Linked DNA regions of Mus musculus: region 2 is linked to region 1. A link is a contact called in public Hi-C data. All regions are on one chromosome and are shown on one strand. Each heading gives the region's core, a stretch centred on a gene start, on an enhancer-like site or on the middle of the called end of the contact. The rest is flanking DNA. Distances are from core to core; before and after follow the strand shown. Region 1 overlaps Mical3 (microtubule associated monooxygenase, calponin and LIM domain containing 3). Region 2 overlaps Mical3 (microtubule associated monooxygenase, calponin and LIM domain containing 3).

What was found. A called contact is a pair of places that touch in the nucleus more often than the background predicts.
Region 2: a contact with region 1 is called in a Hi-C map of regulatory T cells, with 2.5 times the contacts expected there. The contact joins two enhancer-like sites. A contact is called at or near these places in 7 of 39 promoter capture datasets (the 3T3-L1 cell line, cranial neural crest, embryonic stem cells and 2 more), 3 of 484 Hi-C or Micro-C datasets (embryonic stem cells, nephron progenitors and regulatory T cells), 6 of 115 datasets of contacts at active chromatin or transcription factors (the HPC-7 cell line, differentiating embryonic stem cells, embryonic stem cells and 2 more) and 4 of 9 other capture datasets (adipose tissue, embryonic stem cells, embryonic trunk and 1 more).

The regions. Positions count from the first base shown.
Region 1 is chr6:120,969,044-120,975,500 of GRCm38.p6, reverse strand. Mical3 (microtubule associated monooxygenase, calponin and LIM domain containing 3) reads left to right here. Exons shown (of 32, transcript NM_001270475.1): 21 at 1,854-2,098; 22 at 6,009-6,146. All of the region lies in intron 1 of Gm43915 (predicted gene, 43915), which reads right to left. Among named protein-coding and RNA genes, the nearest start is that of Gm43915, 13 kb to the right of the region's middle. Within about 2 kb of position 3,655, at least 28 of the 459 cell types and tissues checked have an H3K27ac peak or open chromatin away from gene starts, as enhancers often do. A contact at or near this core is called in regulatory T cells, where this site is marked.
Region 2 is chr6:121,067,572-121,074,028 of GRCm38.p6, reverse strand. The region is part of intron 1 of Mical3 (microtubule associated monooxygenase, calponin and LIM domain containing 3); the gene reads left to right. It overlaps Gm4651 (predicted gene 4651), which reads right to left. Exons shown (of 2, transcript NR_138098.1): 2 at 4,075-5,177. Among named protein-coding and RNA genes, the nearest start is that of Gm4651, 6.3 kb to the right of the region's middle. Within about 2 kb of position 3,003, at least 54 of the 459 cell types and tissues checked have an H3K27ac peak or open chromatin away from gene starts, as enhancers often do. A contact at or near this core is called in regulatory T cells, where this site is marked.

The sequences.
Region 1 (6,457 bases), core at 2,406-4,905:
ACCCCAGCTGTGTCAAGTTGACACAGAACTAACCAATACAATTGACCCCTTGTCAACTTGACACACAAACACATCACTAGTAAGCCTCAACCCTTACATTCTTATTCATCCCCAAGATCTAAATAACTTTTAAAGCCCCACAGTCTTTACATATTCTTAAATTTTCAGTCTCTTTAAAATATTCATCTCTTTTAAAATCCAAAGTCTTTTTACAATTAAAAGTCTCTTAACTGTGGGTTCCACTAAAACAGTTTCTTCCTTCAAGAGGGAAAATATCAGGGCATAGTCACAATCAAAAGCAAAAGTCAATCTCCAACCATCCAATGTCTGGGATCCAACTTACGATCTTCTGGGCTCCTCCAAGGGCTTGGGTCACTTCTCCAGCCATGCCCTTTGTAGCACACGCGTCATCCTCTAGGCTCCAGATGCCTGTACTTCACTGCTGCTGCTGCTCTTGGTGGTCATCTCATGGTACTGGCATCTCCAAAACACTGCATGACCCCTTCAGTCCTGGGCCATCAATTGCAACTGAGGCTGCACTTTCACCAATGGCCTTCCATGGCCTCTCACAGTGCCGAGCCTCAGCTGCTTTGCGTGACCCCTTCATGCCTTCAAAACCAGTACCACCTGGGTGACCCTTACATATTACCAAGTCCCGCTGCAGCAGGAGTACAACCTTGGCCATCTCTGGAACACAGCCTCTTTGTGCTTTCAGAAAACACTTCCCAAAAGATGTCACCTCAATGATGCTGGTCTCTTCTTAATCACCGCTAATTTCTTAGCTCCAGCTAACCAGCATCAATAGTCCCAGTAATGCAAGGTTTTTGCTTTGGTAGTTCTGGTATCTTGTTAATCACAGCTGATTCTTCAGCCCCAGCTAACCAGAACTACAGAATCTTCACAATCAAAACAGCAATGGCCCTGAAAAGAGTCTTTAATTTTCCCTCTGAAATTTCACAAACCAGACCTCCATCTTCTGCAGTATTCTCAACATTATCTTCCAAGCTCCTACACAACATCTGACAGAGCTTTTAACAATGGATGGATCTTCAAGCCCAAAGTTCCAAAGTCCTTCCACAGTCCTCCCCAAAACATGGTCAGGTTGTCACAGGAATACCCCACTCTGCTGGTACCAATTTGTCTTAGTCAGGGTTTCTATTCCTGCACAAACATCATGACCAAGAAGCAAGTTGGGGAGGAAAGGGTTTATTCGGCTTACACTTCCATGCTGCTGTTCATCACCGAAGGAAGTCAGGACTGGAACTCAAGCAGGTCAGGGAGCAGGAGCTGATGCAGAGGCCATGGAGGGATGTTCTTTACTGGCTTGCCTCCCCTGACTTGCTCAGCCTGCTCTCTTATAGAACCCAAGACTACCAGCCCAGAGATGGTCCCACCCACAAGGGGCCTTTCCCCCTTGATCACTAATTGAGAAAATGCCTGACAGTTGTATCTCATGGAGGCATTTCCTCAACTGAAGCTCCTTTCTCTGTGATAACCCCAGCTGTGTCAAGTTGACACAGAACTAGCCAATACAGGTACTTTCTCTAGCTCCTCCTTTGGGGTCCCAGTGTTCCATCCTATAGATGACTGTGAGCATCCACTTCTGTATTTGCCAGGCACTGGCATAGCCTTACAAGAGACAGCTAACCTAGGGTCTGCATAGGTATTGTACATGTGTGTCTGTCTTTCTGTCCCATTAGTGGGTTCCTTCTTGTCCCTTCCCTGGCTGGGGAAGGGCAGCCTGACCTCCCTCTCCCTTGCTTTGTTTGGGATCTGCTACCTGCGACCGACCGTGGCTCTGAACCTTACTGCTATCATTCCTTCACTCAAGCTGGGTGCTTTCTTTCTCTCAGCAGTTCTGAGTCGGAGATGGAGGAGGAGGAAGAGGAAGATGACGAAGATGATCATCTCCCCACCTCTGACCTGGGCGGGGTTCCCTGGAAGGAGGCAGTCAGGATCCATGCCCTTCTGAAGGGAAGGAGTGAAGAGGAGCTGGAAGCCTCCAAGAACTTCGAGCCCGAGGAAGAAGAAGAGGAGGAGGAATACGAAGAAGAGGATGAAGAGTATGAGGAGGAGGAAGAGGAGGAATCCAGTGAAGGTCAGAACCATCTCCTCTGGTCCCGACCCGTCGTACCTCCCCTCCCCCCTTCAGCTCTTGCCAGCGTGAATATAAGGTCTCACAGACACTAGAGTCTGCATGCTGCCCTCAAGACCTGAGGTTTTCTGGCCCTCGTTCACCCCGACCTTAGGTAGAACAGAGGCAGATGCAGTGATGGCAAGCTGAACCAAAAATGTCCCTTGTGTACATTGGGTCTTTTTTTTTTAATTTTTATTAATTTTTTTAACTTACTCACTTTACATCCTGCTTACTGCTCTCCTCCTGGTCACCGCCTTCCACACACACACACACACACACACACACACACACACACACTGGTATTTTTAACCTGGAAGTGGAAGGCGGGGCTCATCTGAGGACTCTGTCCAAATTAAGTTCCTTTTACTTTTTCATTTTATCCTTTTCCCCTTCAGCTTCTGATAGAACTTTACTCTAGTAAAGACAGAGGAGGTTGGCTCCTTCCAGGAGTCTCCCTGGTGCACGGTGGCAGGAGGCTGCCATCTTAAGTGCTCACTAGACCAGCACCAGCCACAACTGTCAGTAACATTTGGGGCCTGAAGAACGCTCATTGAGTTTCCAGCCATTCTGGCCACTTGTAAACCTCCTCTTGCCTTGGGCAAGCGTCTGACTGAGACCTGAAGACATGAGGAACTTGGCTGTGTAAGAATATCACTCTTTCCCTGGCTGCAGAGGGCCCATGGGTAGGAAGGAGGGAGCCAGGGCTGGTAGAGATCCGGCTCCCCGAGGAGAGCCATGGCCACTTCCAAGGGACATGGAGCCAAAGGGGGTACACACCCTTGTTCTTGCAGCCCCACATCAGAGTTCCGGGTTAAATTCCAGACAGCACGGGCACAGAGAACTAGCTCACTGTGGCAGCATTGCTTGTCCCTGGGCTCTGTGGATTTGCTGCCATGGACTGTCCCAGTCTGCTCAGGGTCAGAACCCTTTGTGGTGTTGACAGCCTCCCCAGAGTGCATCCTCTCTCACCCTCCTGCTCTGACTCCTCCGAAGGCCAAAGTGGACTCTAGGCAGACTCACTGAGTTTCATGAGACAGGAAGAGGGAACGTGCTGGAAAGGCTGGCGTTGGCCAGAGCATGGTTTGTCTGTTGTGTCCCGTCTGCAGAACCATGCTGGCTTAGAGTTCCCATGTGTTCACACTCACCAGGGCGAGTCCGTCCCCTTCATAGCTCCCTCGGGGAAACATAGTTTGTCTGTTCCACGTGATGGTACTTAGCCGCTTTTAGCCCTAACACAACCCTGGGAGAGTCTGCCCACCTTCCCTTCTTGAAGACTTCACTTGCCAATCTGGGAATTTCCCCACACACTCAGCCAAGTCCTAGATGTTCCCTTGTCCCCAGCCTGCAGCACATATTTGGGGCTGCAGACCTGGATGCCTGTGTGGACGAGTGGCAGGACACACTTGCATGCAGCCGGGATAACTTTGCTCTTTCTTTTCTTTCTTCCCTCCGTTCCCTTCTCTACCTGTCCCTCTGTGGGATTCTTGGTGCTGTCTGTGGGTGTCTGGCTCCCCCTGCTGTAGAAGGGGAGTACTGCCCCTGGGACAGAGAACTCCTACAAGGCCAGTGGCTCCAGCATCTCTCAAAGGAAGAAGAAATGGGTACATGTGAAGGTACCCGCTTTGCCTCCTGCCCATCTCCACCCCGGCTCCCCAGCAGCCACCTAAAATATGCCTCCAAGAGCAGGCCCCACGTGGAAGGTCTTTTTCGTAAAGCTGTTCTCAAAGGCTCTGGGCATACCTGGGCACGTGTCCCTGACCCGGCCTCCCTAGACAAAGCACAGACTAGCATGTGAGTTAGCAGATCCCCAGAAGACAGAGAACAAGGTTTTTAGAATGTGACCACACCTGTGTCCCTGTAGCTTTCGCTCTGAGTTCCCTTTATCCAGTTAAACCTCACTGCCTAGCTACAGCTCTTCAGTCTCACCCCAGGGTCTCTGTGCTGCCAATGGTTCCCATTCACACCACACACACACATATACACACCATGTACATACACAGCACACATACAACACACATACACAACCACACAACACACACATATAGCACACATACCCACCCACACCACATACATACACAGCACACACACAACACACACATGACACACATACACATAACACACACACAACATAAACACATAGCATATGTACACATACACAGCACACACATATATACTACACACACACACCACATACATACACAGCACACATACAACATAAACACACACCACACATACATACACCACACAGAGAGACACACACCACACATACATACTACACATACACACTTCACACCATATACACACCACAGATACACACACCCCACAAGTCTGCAAGTGTTGGCAAAAGGCAGAGCTGTGCTCAGAGAAAAGACGGAACTCTTCCTTCTGTGGCTTAGAAGCCAAAGAAAGGAACAGCCTTTCTCTCTGAGCCTCACCCTCCGGGCTCCTGACACATCTGAGCTGTCAGTCCGTTTGCTGTTATTCAGCCCTGGACAGCACAATCTGGGCAGTCTGTCTTTGAGGATGGACTGTGAATCCATATTGATCAGTAAGAGAGTCTGTGGGGCCGCCGCTCCACATCATGGAACAGGTTAACCTCCACATCAGAGAATTCACTTTGCTTTTGTGCCAGCCACGCCATGCCACATCTTCATTAGGTTAAGTCATAGAGCTGCCCTGGTAGTGACAGGTGAGTCTAGTTAAGGGCGTCAAGGGGAGGACAGACAGACACTCCCAGATGGGAGCTGGCTTCAGCCTGAAGCCACAGAGTCCTTCAGGTCAGTGGCACCTGCTCTTACTGCCGAAATAGCTGCCCTTTCTTCCTCAGTGCCCACACCCACGCTCCGTAGTCACTGGCTGTCCCGCTATCTTAACCCTACTGTGTGGCATGACCCAAGCAAGCACTAATGAGAGGGTCCTTCGGGGCAGGGGCTGCATGTGACTTCCACCTGCTCTGGCAGCAAGGGTGAATGCAGGGGGCGCTGCTGGGATTTTCTATAGCTGAGAGGCAGATCTCATGCCCGGAGGGGTCAGAAGGGCTTCAGATGCAGCCTGCAAGGAAGGAAGGGCTTGACCCACATTAGGGAAGAAGCTTTGGCCTCACTCCTGCCTGAATACTGGAGTTCCAGACCTCACAGGACAGATCTCTGCTTCGTCTTCTAGCTGCTGTCCTCACCCTCCACGCTGACCACGTTCCCTGTGTCGGAACCCCCGCCACCATGCCAGCATGCAGCATGAGCTCTCTGGCCAAAGGGCTTTCCCTCCCCAGCAGCGGCTTTACTGCAGAGGGTAAAAATGAAAGTTCCGGCAGAGCACACATCTGTCCTGGTTAGTTGGCTGGCTCCCTGCAGAGCCGTGCACCATCCGAGCCTACCTGTGACTGACAGGAAGGGTGTTCTCGGGAGCTCGTGCTGTGCTAGGTAACAGCCATATCCTGGGCCCTGGAGTGATGGTCCTATAAGGTGAGGGTCGTCCACCCTGTTCCGCCCTGGGCAGTGTGGGCCTCAGATCCATGAGGGAAAGGAAAAATTCCTTCTGCATTTGGAGGAGTGTGGATTTCATTGTACTAAGAAATGTTTATGCAAAGCTCAAAATTACTAAATCAAACCTAATCAACAGAAGGTGTGTGTACATGCATGTGTGTGCGGGTGTGCATCTGTGTGGGTATGCATGTGTGTATGTGTGCGTGTGTGCTTGCGTGTGTGTGCAAACATGCATGTTCTCAATTTTTACCTCTTTCTTATTCACACTGGTCCTGGCAAACGCTGTAACTCTTTCGTTTCCTGTGCTGTCTCCTCCCTCTTTCCCTTGACTGTTCGCTGTTCCTTCCTGTCCTCCCTCTATCCTCCTTCCTGGGGACCTGGCCCCCTAGCCGGGAACAAGAGGCTGCAGCAGATCATAACCGCAGCGGATCCCTTGGCGATCCAGGCTGATGTGCACTGGACACACATCCGTGAGAGAGAGGCAGAGGAGAGGATGCTCCCAACCTCTGAGTCCTCCACTTCTAGAGGTAACTGCTTGGAGCCCCAGAGTCGGGTGTGTGTCCTGAGCCCCCATTCCTGGCCCTTCCCATGGCTGCAGAGGCCCTGTCTGCAGAGGGACCACTGTCCTTGCCTGTCATTCAAGAATATGTAAAGTTCTCTGAGTTCTGAATTCTAAGGCTCTGTCTCTCATGAGGAAGAACAGGAGTGTGAACCTGACTCAGAAGACCTAGAATTTGCTGTCCCCTGCATTTCTCAGCTGGGCACTCTTTATCCGTCTTCAGTGTGTTGGCAGAGTGGGTGTTGCATGAGTGCATGTGAGGACGAGGGAGGGGAGTGT
Region 2 (6,457 bases), core at 1,754-4,253, 99 kb before region 1:
GCTGAGTGGTTTATTATAGTCACACAGCTTCTATAGAACTGCACAAAAAGATCCAAATCCAATTCTGCTTGACTCAAAGTGTTTGGCCTGAATCATATGGGGTTTGATCTCTTTTCATTCAATCGAGTGTTCCAGGCACAGTTTCAGGAGCTAAAGACAACATCAAGAAGCAAGGCAGACAAAAATTCCCACCCCCATGGAGCATGCGGCTTAGCAAAAGAGACTTTCTCAGCTTCTACCGTCAGATCCTTCCACTGCATCTTCTAACCCCATAGCTGAGATAAATATCACAGCCATTCTGTAGCTCCTTAGGGGGTCTCTGTCCATGTCCACTTGTCCCAGAGGTCGCCTTATCCATGCATCAGGACAGCTCACACATCCTGGGCTGTCCTGGGGAGTGTGGCTCGTTCTCAGCCATCAAGGGAGCTGCTTGGCCATCCCAGCATCCCACTGGGGCCCTGTGGATGGGGAGAAGGTCAGGGATGTTTTTGTCGGTGTTGGGGTAAGTCAATGTCTGGAGACCAGTGCTTTCCTTTGATTCTGGACAGAGGAAGGGATGGGCCAGGAGAATGCTTCCTGCCATCCTGTGTTCGAGGCCAGTTGAATGAGAACTCTAGGTTTGATGTTGCCACCCGTGTTCTGATGTTGGGGGGGCTGATGGGATTTGTCACTGCTGTCATCTCTAGCCGTGTGTCAGGCAGTGGCCCAGGCGGTTCACACGCCGTCGCTGCCTTCCTCTGAGGGTTTGTCTAGTTTTTTGTTTTATGTGTGTGGGTGTTTTGCCAGAATTGGTTGGTGTCTGGGCTCTATGTGCTTGCAATACCTGTAGAGGCCAGAAAAGGGTTTTACATCTCCTGGAACTGGAGTTACAACCCCAACTTGTCTTATGTCTTAGTTTCTTTTCTACTGTGTACTTGGGGCTGGTGAGATGGCTCAGCAGTTAAGAGCACTGACTGCTCTTCCAAAGGTCCAGAGTTCAAATCCCAGCAACCACATGGTGGCTCACAACCATCTGTAATGAGATCTGACGCCCTCTTGTGGTGTGTCTGAAGACATCTACTGTGTATTAAACTCCACAGACTGGCCCAGTTCTGGAGGCCAGGAAGTCCCAAAGTGTGGAACCCAATCAGAGGGCCATCCTGCTCCTGTATCATGTGACAGGAGGGTGAGCTGGCAGGTACCAGTCAGAGGAAGCCAGCCCAGTCTCTTCTCAGGAGTCCAGTCACTCACAAGGGCGGATCTCTTAAAGCCTTTAGCTAGTATGATGGTTTGGATATGCTAGGGCCAGGAAGTGGCACTGTTAGGAGGTGTGGCCTTGTTGGAGGAAGTGTATCACTCACAGGGTGGGCTTTGAGACCCTCCTCCTCCTCCCTGCCTGGAAGACAGTCTTCTGGCTGCCTTTGAATCAAGATGTAAAACTTGCAGCTTCTCCAGCACCATGTCTGCCTGCACATTGCCGTGCTTCCCCCCATGATGATAATGGACTGAATCTCTGAAGCTGTAAGCCAGCCTTAACTAAATGCTTTTTTTAAAAAGTTGCCTTTTATCATGGTGTCTCTTCACAGCAGTGAAACCCCAACTGAGACACCTAGCCTTCAGCTTTCGCTTGTGTTTAAGATAGTTAGTGCTGGTCTGAAGCTGATGATCCTCCTGCCTCAGCACATCAGTGGGCTGGCATTGCACCACACCCGGCCCCTAATCCACTCCTCTACTCTTACAGTGACCCGCTAAACTTCCAAGATGTCAGAAGGGACTCACAGCACCGTCCCTGGTTCAGAGCTAATAAGTGTGGGCAGGGAGGCTTGCCTAGTGAGCCCTCAGAGGAAGGAAGGCACAAGTGTGGAGAGAGTGTGGCGAGAAGGGGCAGCAGGGGCTGGTCTGAAGCTGATGATCCTCCTGCCTCAGCACATCAGTGGGCTGGCATTGCACCACACCCGGCCCCTAATCCACTCCTCTACTCTTACAGTGACCCGCTAAACTTCCAAGATGTCAGAAGGGACTCACAGCACCGTCCCTGGTTCAGAGCTAATAAGTGTGGGCAGGGAGGCTTGCCTAGTGAGCCCTCAGAGGAAGGAAGGCACAAGTGTGGAGAGAGTGTGGCGAGAAGGGGCAGCAGGGGCCCTGGGCTATCCCCCCACTCAGCGGCTTGTCCTGGGTTGGAGGGACTGGCTGCCTATGAAATGTCAAAGATCGGCAAGGGTCCTGTGCCTTTACACAGTGCTCCTCAGCATTCATGATGCTGGGACCCTTTTATATGTCTCCTCCTGTTGTAGTGACCCCCACCCGTAAAACTGTTTTGTCGCTACTTTATAACTCTAATTTTTATTACTGTTATGACTGGTAGTGTAAATATTTGGTATGCAGGATATCTGATATGTGATCCCCCCCCCCCCCCCGCAAAGGGTTCTGACCCACAAGTTGAGAGCCATTGCCTTATAGGAAGGAGAGTGTCTTCATTCAGTCCCAGCACAGGCTGTATGGATGATTGTGGGTTCTGTGAGCCCTGGGATTCCCAGCCTTCCAGTTGGCTCCACCTTGGGACTGCATATGTCACCTAACTCTTTTTGACTCAGGCCGGGCACCCCTAGGGAACATTTCTAATGAATGTCTGTTTTACTATACCATAACAGAAAAGCATTTGACTTTATGACGACCTGTAGCAATTGTTTCTTCCCTCCGGTAGACTTGAGGTTGATCTTGGACAAGTAGGTAGTTGCCCTGTGCCGAGGTTCTCCTCCTGTTGAATAGAGGAAGTCTCAGACCCTCATCGGGGACCCCAAGGGAGGGGCTGATGTAGTTCCCCACGTTCTGCAGCTTGCTGGGCCCTTCTCATGGCTCACCTCTGTCCCCACCTCAGATGTGCAGCTGGATATGGAGTAGGCTGGCCCACTTTCAATGACAGTGCCCCTGCCTCAGATCTGCCTCTGATTCTGAGTACAGTACTCTGTCACCATGCCACCTCACCTCTTTGTGAACTGTGGGTTGTGGGCTGTGGTGCTCTGAGCACTTGTTTCTGTCACTGAGGAACCAGCTGAGTGAGGGTAATGCCACGCATGGTCTGAGACAGTGAAGGAAGTGGCCCAGCCAGGAAGCCCAGAGCATCTCTGGATGGTGAGGCCGCTGTTTTATTCCTTCTCCTGGGAGACTTGACCCAGGGTGGAGCCGCCGATGGGGTTTCCTTTTCTGTTCATTGTGGGGAGGGAGGGTTTAAGGGCAGATAGCTCACAGAATAATCTGGCTAGTGGCCTGGTGTGTGTGGAGTTCATGGCTTTAAGCCTCTGTGCCAATGGGTGGTGGAGTGGTTGATGTTCTCTGAGACACTTTGGTTTGGCCTGTAGACACGATGCACTGAAGTGGGACTAACCAATCAGAGAAACCCGCTGGCCTCGAGGTGTCTGGGAAGCAGAGATGGGAAGGGGCTACGGTCCCAGTGTCCCCTCCAAGGATGTGCCTTCAGTGACCTAACATTCCAAAAGGTCCCTCCTCCTATAGGTCCCACCTCTTCCTAAAAGTGCATAGGCTAGTGATCAGGCCTTCGACCCACGGACACCCAAGATCGCAACTCTAATAAGCAGGGTGACAGTAGGTGCATCGGCATCTTTCCCAATGTGCATGGCCATGTCCCAGATGTTGTGCATTTGTGTTTCCTGTTCCCAAGGTGTCTTCTCTCCCTCCTCGCTTCCCAGTGACGCTCTGCCTTGTGGCTTGTCTGCATTCGCTTGGTCCTCCTAACTTCCCTGTTCCCATCTCTCCTTTATCTTTTTTTCCCCACCTCTTAGGTAGGAGTTTGAAGCACCTGAGCTCCTTGTCAGGTGGTGGCAGGAGTGCTGCCCACAGGCTTGCTGGACCGCAGCATTGCATCTCCTCCCCTCAGACCTCTGAACCAAGCTGCACCGTGCAAGGCACACTAGTGAGTGTGGCCTGCACAGCAGCCTTGGGCTTCGCTCATTTTTCATCTTTTATACTGACTGAGTTAGATGCAATTTCTTCAATTTCTTCTTGTATAGATTCCTTTTGTTTGGGTCTCTGTATCTGGGGCAGTCTTGGTACAGAGCAGGCACCCAATCAATACCTGCAGATTAGCAATCACTGTTTATTTTTTTAAAAAGATCTAAAGAAGCGTGGAGGGAATTGAATGACAGTTGATGACATGAGGGAATTGAATGACAGTTGATGACATGTGTGCTCATAAGAAGCACCACAGAGGTCACAGTGCATTGAGTTTACTGAGTGAGGCTGTGTTGGAAGGGACAGCCAGCCCTTAAGTCTCCATGACATCATGACCCTGGGAGGTAATGGTCTTCTCTGAACTGTAATTTAATTGCTGGGCTTCCAAAGTGAGGGTAACCCTATAATTAGAGTGTTATTCTGAAGACAGAAATGAGCTAATGCAGGTCGAGAATGCAGCAGTGTTTGGCACGGAAGTGCTCCGTAAGTGGTAGCTGATGAACACATTCATGCGCTTGGCCATAACTGGTATTTTCAGGTACTTCAATTGGACCCTCGTCGATCTTTGTGATAGCTTCTGCTTTATGGAGGAAACAAAACAGAGACGGCCTCTGAGGTCACGCTTGTCACGCTTTACCCCTCTCCTGGTATTGTGTCATAGTTTCCAGGTTGGGTCATCAGCTTCAGAGGAGCAGGGTCCTGGACTTGCATGGTCATGCGTCGTGGGGAGAAGTGCATTCTGGGTAGTAGTGAATGCAGTCTGTCTGCTGGGTGAAGATTAGGGAGAGCTGAGGTGTGACTGAGAGAGAACATCCCTAGCTTGCCAAGCTCTCCCATCTCCCCTCGGTGTGTTGGCAGGTCCTTCCCTCTCCTCCCTCCCTCTTCCCCCCCCTCCCACTCCTCCCCTCTCTCCCCTCTGAGAACTGGCACACAAGTGGTGCTGTTGTTCTCAGGTGGTGGACACCAGAACAAAACTGACCAAATCATCTAAGAGTGATGCCGTCCCAGAGGCGAGTGGAGGAGGATGGGCTAGAACTGCCTTCCAGTAGATCACTCCAGAGGGCTGTGGCTCAGAGAACCAGGACTGGAGAGTTGATGTCTCCTAGGTGCGCACTGATGATTTCCGAGCAACAGGCTGTGAGTGGCAGAAGTCCTGGTGTCCGTGTTGATGAACTCACACCTGCGTTGCATGGTGCTTGAAGAGAAGAAATCGTTGCAGCATTCATGTCCTTTGCCAGGGTTAAAAAAAATTGCACATTATTTGCATGGGATCCATCTCCTATGCTGTGTCTAAACCTTGTTAGGTCATGTTAAAGTCTTCGGATTCTCTTCAGGGGGTCGAGGTGCCTGTACATCCAGGTTTTAGGCAGGTCAGTCTGTCACCGCCAGCATGAACAGACCTACTGTAGTCTACTGTGGTGATTCTGTAACAGCTGCACGTGCGTCGTACTGAGAGCTTTAGCACAAGGAGCACAGCAGGGTAGGAGTCTAGAGCAGCTGGTCTCAACCTTCCTGACGCTGCGACCTTCAATGCAGTTTTCTCATGTGGTGGTGACCCTCACCATAAAATTATGTCATTGCTACTTCACAACTATAGTTTTGCTACCATTATGAGTTGTCACGTAAATATCGGATATGCAGGATACCTGATATGTGACCCCTGTGAAAGGGTAGTTTGATCTCTGAAGGGGTCACAACCCACAGGTCGAGAACCCCTGGTCTAGAGCAAGGCAACACCAAGTGTCCTCCCTCCTCAGACAACCATGCCCATAGAAAGTGGCACCACTGTCACGTGGCTGGAATTACAGCCATCTGGGCTGGTGAGTCACTGCTGTCTTGGTGGGCAGAACCTCACCTTCGAAATGCAAGGTGTAGTGTCAATCAACATGGGCAGTGATGGGGGCAGGCCAGACTCCAAGCTTTGAACCTTGATGGACAGACAGCAGGCATCACCCGCACTGTTTCTCGTCCACACCCACCTTGCCCTTGTCATGAGACATTAAAGTATTTCTTCCCTCTGCTTTGGGTCTGGCTTCTCCACCTGTACTCTGAAGTGTGAGGCATAGGGAGGCCTTGCTGAGGCTCCTGCAGCCCCACCTTCCCGCTCAGGGTCAGGATCCTGCTGGTGAGCAGTGGGCTGGAAAGCAGAGGGAGGAGCCTTCCCTGGGGAAGAAGGCAGGAAAGACCAGAGGCTAAAAATAGGCAGTTGTGAGAACCTGGGAGTGCTCCCTGAGGCCAGCCGCGCACCTCCCACGATGGCTGGGCTCTGTGCACAGGGTGTTTAGAGGTCCTTGTCAAACAAATATCATTGACACCCTAAATGTCAGCTTTTACTGTGCACCCCATATATGATAGTCTGCTGACCGTCCGATGTGTGTTACCCAGTCATCTAGGGATGCAGGTGTGTGTTCCATCCCTGTGCATGTGCCCACATGTGCTCACACGTGCATGTAATGGGTGTGTCTGCATGTGTGTGGCGCTCGGAGGCCTTGCCAAGTTCTCCATTTAT